2 separate regions of the Triticum aestivum genome follow, and region 2 is linked to region 1. Evidence: chromatin contacts called from public Hi-C data. All regions are on one chromosome and are shown on one strand. The core of a region is the stretch at or near the end of the contact, and the rest is flanking DNA. Distances in the headings are between cores, read along the strand shown. Region 1 holds the start of LOC123109004. Region 2 overlaps LOC123109036 (a long non-coding RNA gene).

Region 1 (5,018 bases), core at 2,273-4,772:
TGCGTGGACCTGTGGAGGTACAGCGTGGCAATGGTGGTTGTGCTACTCTGGGTGAAAGCCTGGCTGGCGGCGACGGCGACGGCGTCTGTGGGCGTCGTTATCCTCCTTCGATGCGTAGTCGGGGAGATCTACGCATCCTCAACTCCGGATCAAGATCTTCGGGCGAATGCCAAGATCCTCCTGCAGGGTTGCGTCGTTATCCTCCTTCGATGCGTAGTCGGGGAGATCTACGCATCCTCAACTCCGGATCAAGATCTTCGGGCGAATGCCAAGATCCTGCTGCAGGGTTGCGTCGTCGTCTTCTTCAGCTTCGTTTTCCCTCTTTAGGGCACCGTCTTGAAGATCTTAGTTTCATTGGTGCTTCCAGCGGGCTGGATGTGCACAACATTGTGGTCGACTGGTGTCCGTCCGGCGATGTGGGCGGTTTGGCGCTGCGACTCGTGTGGCGACGACGATGGTAGCGAGCGGAGCTGGGTCGTGGCTTGCCCTTCCGATGTCGACGGTCCGGTGCGCCAATGGGTGCGTTGGTGTTGGTTTCGTGCTGTGACAAAGAAGTCGGGGCTCCGGTCGGCGGTACCACTGCAGCAACGATGACTCCATAAGGGTGCTTTTCAGCGGGCGCTGCTCTCCGGACGTTGCGTTGGACTATGTCGGTGCAAGGTGTGCAACTTTCTCATGTGAAGCTCTGCAGCAAAATCGGAGCTGCCATGTCCTTGACGCTTGGGTCGATTGTTTGGCGTTTTTGGCCAGGTCGGCCGTGTGTGTCCCGTGGGGTTGTAATCTAGGTTTTCGTCCTGTCTCTCCTACTTAATCAATGAAAATGACAAATATTTTGGCTTGTTTAAAAAAACAAATCCACTGTATATGCGGAGGCGACGATTGCTGTAATTAATAAAGGAGGTAATAGCACCCCAGGTACCCTAACTTGCACACAATGTGATGATCTAGTCCCAAAGTTGCAAAACTAGACCAACCCATACCCCAACTTGCATCCAATGTGATGATTTAGTCCCAGGCCAATCAGAGCTCGCCAATTGGCTGCCAAGTGGCTGGGCCGATCAGCGCTGGCAGTTTTGCACAAAACCCCCTGCTGTTTCCCTGAATCAACCCGTAGTTACCCCACCTGAATTAAATCTGTCAGAGGAATCCACTTCACGTCCGGTCCTGCAGCAGCGATGGAGGGCAAGGAGGAGGACGTGCGGCTCGGGGCGAACAAGTACTCGGAGCGTCAGCCCATCGGCACGGCGGCGCAAGGGTCCGAGGACAAGGACTACAAGGAGCCCCCGCCGGCGCCGCTGTTCGAGCCCGGCGAGCTCAAGTCCTGGTCCTTCTACCGCGCCGGCATCGCCGAGTTCATGGCCACCTTCCTCTTCCTCTACGTCACCATCCTCACCGTGATGGGCTACAGCGGCGCCACCTCCAAGTGCGCCACCGTCGGCATCCAGGGCATCGCGGTTCCGGCCACCCCAATCTCGCGCGCACGACCACCATCCTCCGCTCCCTGCAGAAATCCCTCGCCGCCGCTCTTGTGCTCAGGCCGAATCTCAACACCAACCGACGCGCCATCCTCCTCTCCCTCCCGTCTCCGGTGCCAACACAGGCCACTTTACTTGACCCCGGTCGGCCGGCCGGCCATCCACGACGTCCGGTGCATAAGAAATCATCTTCCGCTGGCCGACGGACGGCGCTGGTTGGGTGGGGCGGGGATCCAGCAGAGATGGCAAGGGGACAAGAGACGACCAAGCTCTGCTCTTTGCTCTCTGTTTCTTTTCTCTTCCTCATGATGCATTAAGCGCTCCTTCAACAATGGTGCCTGCCGGTGCCGGGTGTCGCGCGCTCCCCTCCATCTCGTCGCAGCCTTCGCCTTCGGAGGTGCCCTCTCTCGCCTTCGGAGTACAAGGAGCAGAGCACAATGCGTGCGTGCAAGCGCTCGCGCTTGGAGGTGGGGCTTGTTCTTCGCCGGCCATCCCCATCGCCGCTACGGCAACCAAATCCAGCTCCTCTCCTCCCGCTCCGCTCAGTTGGAGCCTTGGAGGACTCGTCTCCGTCGATTTCGACCCAAGCCACAGCCTTCTCCTTCGTTCCTCGCACCAATTCCACCGGACCCGCCCACACAGCCGTGCCGTGCCGTCCCGTCGATTTAACGCTCGCCGCTCCTTCTTCCCCACTTGCAACCTACGGAAACAGCACAACAAAGGGCGCATCTTTTTTGTGCCCCTCGTCACGCCGGCTTTTCACCCGGGTTGCAGCTGGAAGCTCTCGCCGGCGCCGGGTGCGGTTCCAGCCAACGCTGAGCGTGTGACAGATTTAATTCAGGTGGGGGGTAACTGCGGGTTGAATCAGAGAAACAGCAGGGGGTTTTGTGCAAAACTGCCAGCGCTGACCGGCCCAGCCAATTGGCGAGCTCTGATTGGCCTGGGACTAAATCATCACATTGGATGCAAGTTGGGGTATGGGTTGATCTAGTTTTACAACTTTGAGACTAGATCATCACATTGTGTACAAGTTAGGGTACCTCGGGTGCTATTACCTCTTAATAAAGACCTCGGTAGAACCGACGGGCAGCCCGGCGAGATGACCGGACCGGAGCAGGCAGCAGCCACTGGCAGTGTCAGCAGTAGAACCAGCGTCGCTGTTCAGACCTATGCTGCTGCCGCACTGGCACTGCCCAGTGGGCGACTTGACCCCATCAATCCAATCCAGTCCCACCCATCTCGCCTCGCTCGCCGCGGCAGGAAGCTGCGCCGAAGAGGCGGAAGACGCCGGCCGGTCCCGGGCCCCGAGGCCCCAACGCTGGCCCGCCAGGGCCCAGGCCGCGCCCTGTCTCCGTCCCACACGACAGAGCAAATGGCGATTGCCGTTCGCTGTCGCGTAGTTGTACGAAGTACTACGTTACGTACTCCCCGTTTCAAACGCCGAGCCCGCCGGCAGCGTGTCTGTCCTCTCCTCTGCTTCCTTCGTGCCCGTTCCCGTTTCGCCCGTTTCACACCTGCCCCCAACTTTTCCTTGGCCGGACATACTAGTACGTACGCTTTTTTTTTTTGCCTCCTAATTAACCTCGCTTGTTAATTCGGTCCTGTCCTCTTTGAACTAAGTAGCGTTTTCAAATTTCGAATTTGTAGGTTTAGCGCCCAAGTTACGCAGTCGGGAGCTTGCATCTCTCTCATCGCAAGCTCCAATCCAACTGCTCCACATTCTTCTTCAACGAAAGATTGCACTGAGCGTGCAACCAAAGAAGGGAACGCATCCATCGTTTCGAAAATTCAGGAAACAATACGGCCTACTAGCACACTCATGGCAGACACCTGGTATGAGACAGCAGCGGCTGGGAGCTACTACGGCCTAGTATGGCGGTGAAACTGTGGAGCGGTAGCGATTTTTTTCACGCCTGCAACCTTTCCCGTTACACAAAAGTGGTAAAAAATGCAGTCAGTAAAATGCAGGAGTAAAACAGTCGAGTAATGAATGCCAAGCATTTATGCCACTGAGCCCATGGTAGCTTCCATTAATCCTTCCCTCCACCCGCAATTCGAAACAGGAACCGACATTCCCCTCTCCTCTCCCCTCTCCCCTCTCTCTCTCTCTCTACATCCGACTCCATGCCTAGCACCGGCGAGCTGTGACTGCCTCCCTCACTCAAGCTCGCATGGCCAAGCTCGCGCAGTCCTCCTTCGCTCTCGACCTCCTGCGCCGCCTCCTCTGCGCGCACACCGCCGGCAATGCGGCAGGCGGGGGCAACGCCAACACCGTCCGTGCCGACGTCGCCGCCCTACGGCGCGGCGACGATGCCGCGGCGCGGAAGGAGGAGGAGGAGGGGGCGACGGCCAGGAGCCCCTGCATTGTGGCCAGGCTGATGGGCCTCGACGCGATGCCGACGCCGGCGCGCGACCAGCAGCAGACGCTGCGCCGGAGCCGCTCCGCGAGCTCGGCCGAGGGCTGGTCGTCGCCCACGCCGTGCTGCTTCGGCGACGCGCCGCGGCGCAGGGTGGCCAGGACCACGTCCGCGTCCTTCCGGGACAGGCCCACGTACCTGAGGCGGGAGAACGACGAGTTCCTGCTCCTCAGCTTCAGCCCGGACGACGACGGCAGCGACGACCGCGACGCGGCGGGGTGGCCCAGAAGCGACGACGACGCGGAGAGCAGGCGCGGCAAGAGGACGGTGGACGGCGACGGGGCCAAGAAACAGAGGCGGGGGCGCCGGAGGCTCCCGCGCCGGCGGCGGCGCGGCGACGAGGAGGCCGAGTCGGAGCATGCCCGGAGCAGGAGGCCGGCCGCGGCATGCGGCCTGGAGAACTCGAGCCCGGTGTCGGTGCTGGAGGCGGGAGACGGGCAGGAGGAGTCGTCGACGACCACGACCACTTCGTCATCTTCAGTGGAAGAAATGGAGCATGCAGAGCCGTGCTCGCCGTGCTCAGGTTTGTCGTCGTCTCCTCCTGCCCATTAATGCTTCTTCAGTTGCTTACTTCACAGCACAAGTTCAGCGAGGCCAGTACAAATTAAATTCAGGGTGGCATTCACTTTCGGAAAGAAAAAATTATCACCTTCAGAGGAAAAAAAAGAAGAAGAAAGATATCAGTTAAAATTAGAGTGGAATAATTGAAAAGAAAAATTAGACTGACATTCGCCTTCAGAAAAGAAAAAAAAAGAGAAAAATCACCTTCGGAGGGGGAAAAAAGAGAGACATCAGTTAAAATTGGAGTGGAATTCACTTTTAGAAGGAAAAAAACCTAACTTCAGAAGAAGAAGAAAAATCAGCTGGAATCAAATAGTACACCAGTGCACTATGAAAGTTCAGGCGACTGCACTGCTAATTTCATGAGAACAACAGCTCATTTCCCCGCCTGTTTGCAACAAAGGGACCAACAGCAAGTGATTGTTTCTCAGAGTTTATATACAAACAATAAATCGATTTCCTGGAAAAGCATTTCTTTCAAATTTTGGGCATCAACAGTTCCAACAGGGACAAGTTTGTGGTCCTTGTATATAATGCTTGGTTATGTAAGTCAGCAAGTGCACAG
Region 2 (5,467 bases), core at 150-2,649, 310 kb after region 1:
GGTGAAAACTAGACCTTTACCTAATATGTAGCCTAGAAAAAACACCTCCATATCATCATCAAAATCGCTCTGAATTGGTCAAGAGGTCAATATTGGCGGCTTAACCCTTGAGAAACCAAGATTAGTAACATATATTAAAATCAAAGGGCAAATCTCCCCCCATTAGTCTAGTGACTAAAAAAATAGTACTTTAAGGGCAACACTACATGTCGGTCGGCGCCTCGCGAGCCATTGGATTCAAAGTGAGATGGCCGTCAGATTCAGCTGGCAACTTTGCAACAAGGATGGTTTTGTGCTCGGACGTTTGCAACCGAGTTCATGTTGCAAAACTTTTGTAACAGAGGTATAGTTGCTAAAAAGAAGAAGAAAATGCAACAAAGCTAATGTTGCATATATTTTTTCCGTCTTCACCTTTATAAATGTTAAGGAAGAAAGTTTTGCAACATCAACTACGTTGCAGAAATCTTTTTTGCAACAGGGAGGATGTTGCAAGAAAAAACCACCGTACGTCATTCACTGCTAGCTCCCGTCAAATGGTGGCGAGGGAGGAGCGGCACCGGCTGTCCCCGCCATCGCACCACCACTGGCGAGTACCGGACCTCCGACCAGGTCGCCTCACCATCATCCTCATGTCCGGCGAGGTGGGCGCACCGGGAGCGAGCGATGGTCGTGGTGGAGGCGTGCGGCAACGGCTGCTAGCGCGCCCGACCCCGGGTGCAACATCACCGCCATCCTTCTCTTCGACAAGGGGCCGGTTGTCGGCGCTGGCATCGAAACGTCGGTTGACACGCGTATCTCGTTCAGCGCTGCGGGGATCTGGATGTCGCAGCCCCGTCTTCGTCTTCGTCGATCAGTTGTTGGTGGTAAAATTGCACAGTTGCAAATCTAGTGGTGGCGGCCCATGGGGCATGTGGCATGTAGGGAAGGTCCGTCGGGTGATTAGAAGCGATTCCAATACTATAAACACTTTCTTTTTATATTTATAGTCCCATGGTGCTATTTTCGTCACAGAGCAAGAATCAACGTGCGCAGCTAATAGGATAAGAGCAATCAAAACACTGGCGAGCATAAACGAAGCCGATGGCCTTCCATGCTCTCTGAACTCCAATCGAATCTAACGTACGGCGGGCACGAGCCACCTTTATTTCCAAAGCACACATAATTTTCTCAAGAAATTTCTCCTTGGCCTTCCACGGTCTCTGAACTCCAATCTGATCGTTCGGACGTACGCGCCACCTTTATTTCCAGGCATACATAAATTTCTCGAGGAATTTCTGCACTTGGCCAAGAGAGCGACGTGCACTCGCTAGGCGGCAAGCGCGTGCGGACAAGCCACCACCGGCCGGCGCCTGCCTAGCTAAGCGATGGACGTCGGCATCGGCGAACGCACGCACGTACGCGTGTGACTTGACGACGGCGACGGTAATGGACAGGCCACGATTATTTGCGGTGGCGATGTCACCACCGGCAGGCCGGCGAGTGAACGGTCTCGTCGACGACTGACCGGTCGATCTTTACCATACAGCTATAGATACCCTGGTCTCTCCGGTGGCATCTGCTGTCCTGCCTGGGCTCTTTTCCCACCACATTTTTTTTAATACTACCGGCTAACTAATTTTTGCTTGTTCTTGTTTGATTATATGTGGTCGATCAAGGAGTACATAGGTTGTTTCATCTTGACAGATTTTGAAGCAATCTCTTCCTTTTTTGGAGAGCCCCGGACCTTGTAGCCATGTCAGATCTCACAGACAGAAATCCCTTGTTCTTTCTCTGACAGCGGCACTTAAATCTATCTCGTTGCGCTTAAGACATGGATGAGTAGTTTTTTTTTCTTCCCTAAGAGCAACTCCAACGGGCCGACCCAAACGAACAGCGATTTCATCCGCCATTTGTCTGTTTGGGTCGGTCAAACGGACACGGATGCCCGCTTTCACATTTGGGTCGGTGCGTGCGTCCAACGCTGGCATAAGACCCATTTTGACGGCGCCAAAAAAAATGAACGCATGCATATTAAAAAAAGAAAAATAGCATTAATTAAATATTAAAGTCCGCCGTGAAGGCCGGCGAGAGTCCACGCGTCCACATTTGCATTAAAAAACAGCCTAATAAACTTCGAGGCGGCGCGCTGCCCTAGGCGGCGGCGTCGTCATCCTCAGGGTCCGTGAGGTCGATGAGCGTCGGCGCCGGCCCGGCCCAGGCGAACACCGTGTTCCAGAGCGCCATCATGTCGGGTTGTGCCGGCGCAGGCAATGCCGGGGCGGGGGGAGGGGGTGCGGCCGCCTGTGCAGCCGCGTCCTGGCGCGCCTCCTCATCGGCCTCGCGCTGCTCCTCCTCGAGGTCGCGCTCGAGCATCTCCTCGTACTCGTCGTTAGGGCGCTCCTCTGCCAACCGACGCTGGCGCCACATCTTGAGGTACGCCTACTCCTGCGCCGGCGTCGCCCCCAACCAAACCGGTGGCGCGGACACCCACTCGCGCACCACTCCATTCCAGGAGAAGCGCGCGATGGGCTCGGGCTCGGGCTTCGGCTGCGACTCCGGGTTGATGGGGGACGGCGGGGCCACCGGCGGTACCACGCTGTCGCCCGCCGCGGAGAGGGCAAGGGCCTGCGCCATTGCCGCCTCGTACTGGGCCTCCTCTTCCGCCCCCGCTCTGCGCCGCTCGTCCTCCTCGCTCTCCCGGTAGACGGCCCCAAGGGCCGCCTGGTAGGCGTCCTCCGCCGCCTGGTCCTCCTCGCGGACGACGAGCGGCGTTGGCAGCAACCTCCGGTCGACCTCGCGCACGCCCCGTCGCCTCGCCTCCTCGTGCTCGAAGACGAACCACCTCGCCCAGTTGGGTGAGTCGGTTGCGTAGGCCGGATCGGCGCGCTGCTCCGGCGTCAGCAGCGCCCGCCGGTGCCGCACCTCCTCCGCATGAGCACGAGCTGACCGCGGCGCCGCCGACACTGGGATCCTATCTGGATCCAGATGCCAGTCGTGCGGCAGCGTCACGTCCGGATACGGCAGAGGTTGGCGGTTCTGCCAGTGCCAATCCGCCTGGTGCACTGGCATGTTGACGCGTTGCCTCTGCCGGCGAGGCGCCGGCGGGGGTGGGACGAACTCGGAGGGGAAAGGGATGGCGGATGACTTGCCCTTGGCCTTGCTGCCGCTAGCGCCGGAGAAAAGGCCCATCTCGCTGTGGTTGTGGTGGCTAGGGTTTGCCGGCGACGAGGGAGCAAAGGTGGGCAGATGGGGATGGCGAGTTTGGATGAGGACGGCCCCGCCGCACGATCGGCTTAAAAAAGGACGAGCGTCGTCGCTGATGTGTGGGCCCGTCGTCATAAATTAAGCTGACCGTGTGGGCAGCGGGTAGTTGGATGGCTGCCATGTGGGGACGCGGCGGATAGCGAGAAGGCGCGCGAAGCGTCCGCTCGGCGTCGGCACGGACGCGACGCGGACGTGATTTGAGTTTGGGTCGGCGCGTTGGACCGTCACTTTTGTCCGTGCCGACCCAAACGAACGCAGCCAGACGAAATGGATCGTCCATTTAGAGTTGCTCTAACCATGCAAAAAGAAGATCTAGTTTCTCAAGAACCTACTATTTCGAGAGCCAGAGTGATCTGAATTCAGAAGCAAAGTGCGTCATGTTATCATGGACAAAGGGCTTGCCTTGCCTACCTATTTGTGATCGAAATGCTTTGGACGCGAGCGGATGGACGCACGCACGGACGCCGGTTTTTCTTTTGCTTGCTTGAAAGCAAGAAACGGAATTATCACCTCCTTTTTCCCTGTACATATCTACTACCCCTATAAAAAAAAGAGAGGGGCAGATCCAAACAATCTCATCCATCCATCAGCAAAATCCAATGACCCTTAATCCTTCGGTGTTTAATGCTGCAAACCACGCATTAAGCCACTGACAAGCCATCGATCGATAACCCAGCCCCGCAGTTAATCACACGACTCTCGCCCCTGCCCGCACCTCCCTCTTCGCACGACTCTCGCCCCTGCGCGCACGACCTCCACCTCCTCCTCCCGCGCCGTTCGCCGCCCCGCAAACTCCGGCAGCCGTTAACCGCCCTTCGCCGCGGGAGCAGCCGCTCGCCACTGCAGCCGCCGCCCGCGGGAGAAGCCGCGGGAGCCGCTCGCCGCTCGCCGCGGGTCGCCCTTTGCCATGGTCGCCGCCGGAGCCGCCCCGCCCCTGGATCCGCTCGCCGTTGGTCCCCGCCGGAGCTGCCCCGCCCCTCCCCGGCGCTCCAACCCCAACTCCCCGACTCTCCATCCTCCCCGCTTCTCATCACCACCGCCGCACTCCCCGAAGCCCATCTCTCTCCAGCCTCCCTGCCCGCATGCAGCCCTCGCCCTCGGCACCGCACGGGCCAGGCCCTCTCTCCTCGGTTATGGCCACCATGGAGAACCTGACCCGTAGGGCATACCCTCCTCCTCTGATGCGTAACACCCATCCCTGCCCCGGCGGTTGGGATCATGTCCGCCATCATGAGCAGCTGCTCCGCATCCGAGTGCACCGACTCAGAGGTAGAGGTTGGGCTGTAGTTCTTGGACGCCAAGGAAGAACGCAAGTTGTTGCCGCCGCCGAAGATGAAAACTGGTGGTAACTGGTAAGCCTCTGCAAGCCCCCACCTAGCCTCCCGCCTCTTAGTTCTTCTCCTTTTTTACTCTAGATGGATGATGTCTGATCTTGTTCACTTAGTCTCCAATGCGTGAGGAAGAAAAACAGTCACCTCTGACGTCGATCAGCAGAGCCCATGTCTTTTGCATGTAAAGAGACTCTGAGTTAGTGGTTTTCTATTTACTACATGCATACATCCAAGAACGACTCTACTGAAAAGTATTAGAAATTATTTACAAATAGCTTTAAGCAAGAAATGCAACGAGATGATTACATTACAATGCTCTTTTCTCTCTTCGTTACTACAACCTTGATGATGCTTGGGTGATTCAACTGAATAGTTGATGGATTAAAATTCATATTACAATGTGGAAAATGTAGCAGTTTCAGATTACAAGATTCATGTTGCCGTTGTATATAAAGGGAGAATTAATGTAGTTGCTCTGTAGGAAGCATGTAGTTTCTCTGTAGGACTCCTGGTGTGCTGCTGGAATAAACTGGAGGTACATGTTGATTTGTTCTCTTTCAGGTGATGGAACTCTATCCTACGCGCATGGCAGTGATGGAACATAGCGTACTTTCACCCTTTTTTCCAGATCGAGATGGTGGAGGCAGCCAGTGTCGTGGCCGAGCGCTGGGGAGCTTGTCGGTGTTTTGATGGAGAAGGTCGGCCGCCTCCTCTCCCCACCAAGTCTCTTTGGCCCATAGATCGAGTTCATGGTTGATAAGGAAGGTGTGGTCGATTTCACCAGGCTGGGTCCGAAGGTCCCGAAGTCCTATGGCATGAACTGGCCACGGCGCATCCGGCTGGATGCACTTGCTCAACACCTTTCCATCTCTGTACAATCAGGTAGATATTTT

What was found. Hi-C and Micro-C count contacts between places; a contact is called where the count stands out from the background.
Region 2: a Hi-C map of an unstated tissue shows a contact between it and region 1, with 4 times the contacts expected there. The contact joins the enhancer-like site here to the promoter of LOC123109004 in region 1. A contact is called at or near these places in 4 of 5 Hi-C or Micro-C datasets (leaf, root and an unstated tissue) and 1 of 1 datasets of contacts at active chromatin or transcription factors (leaf).

What each region holds. Positions count from the first base shown.
Region 1 is chr1B:89,410,947-89,415,964 of IWGSC CS RefSeq v2.1, forward strand. It overlaps LOC123109004, which reads left to right and starts at 3,523. Exons shown (of 2, transcript XM_044530378.1): 1 at 3,523-4,415. The coding sequence starts at 3,647.
Region 2 is chr1B:89,719,977-89,725,443 of IWGSC CS RefSeq v2.1, forward strand. LOC123109036 (a long non-coding RNA gene) reads right to left here. Exons shown (of 2, transcript XR_006452369.1): 2 at 4,864-5,444. Among protein-coding and RNA genes, the nearest start is that of LOC123109036, 12 kb to the right of the region's middle. Within about 2 kb of position 1,400, at least 1 of the 8 cell types and tissues checked has an H3K27ac peak or open chromatin away from gene starts, as enhancers often do. A contact at or near this core is called in leaf, where this site is marked.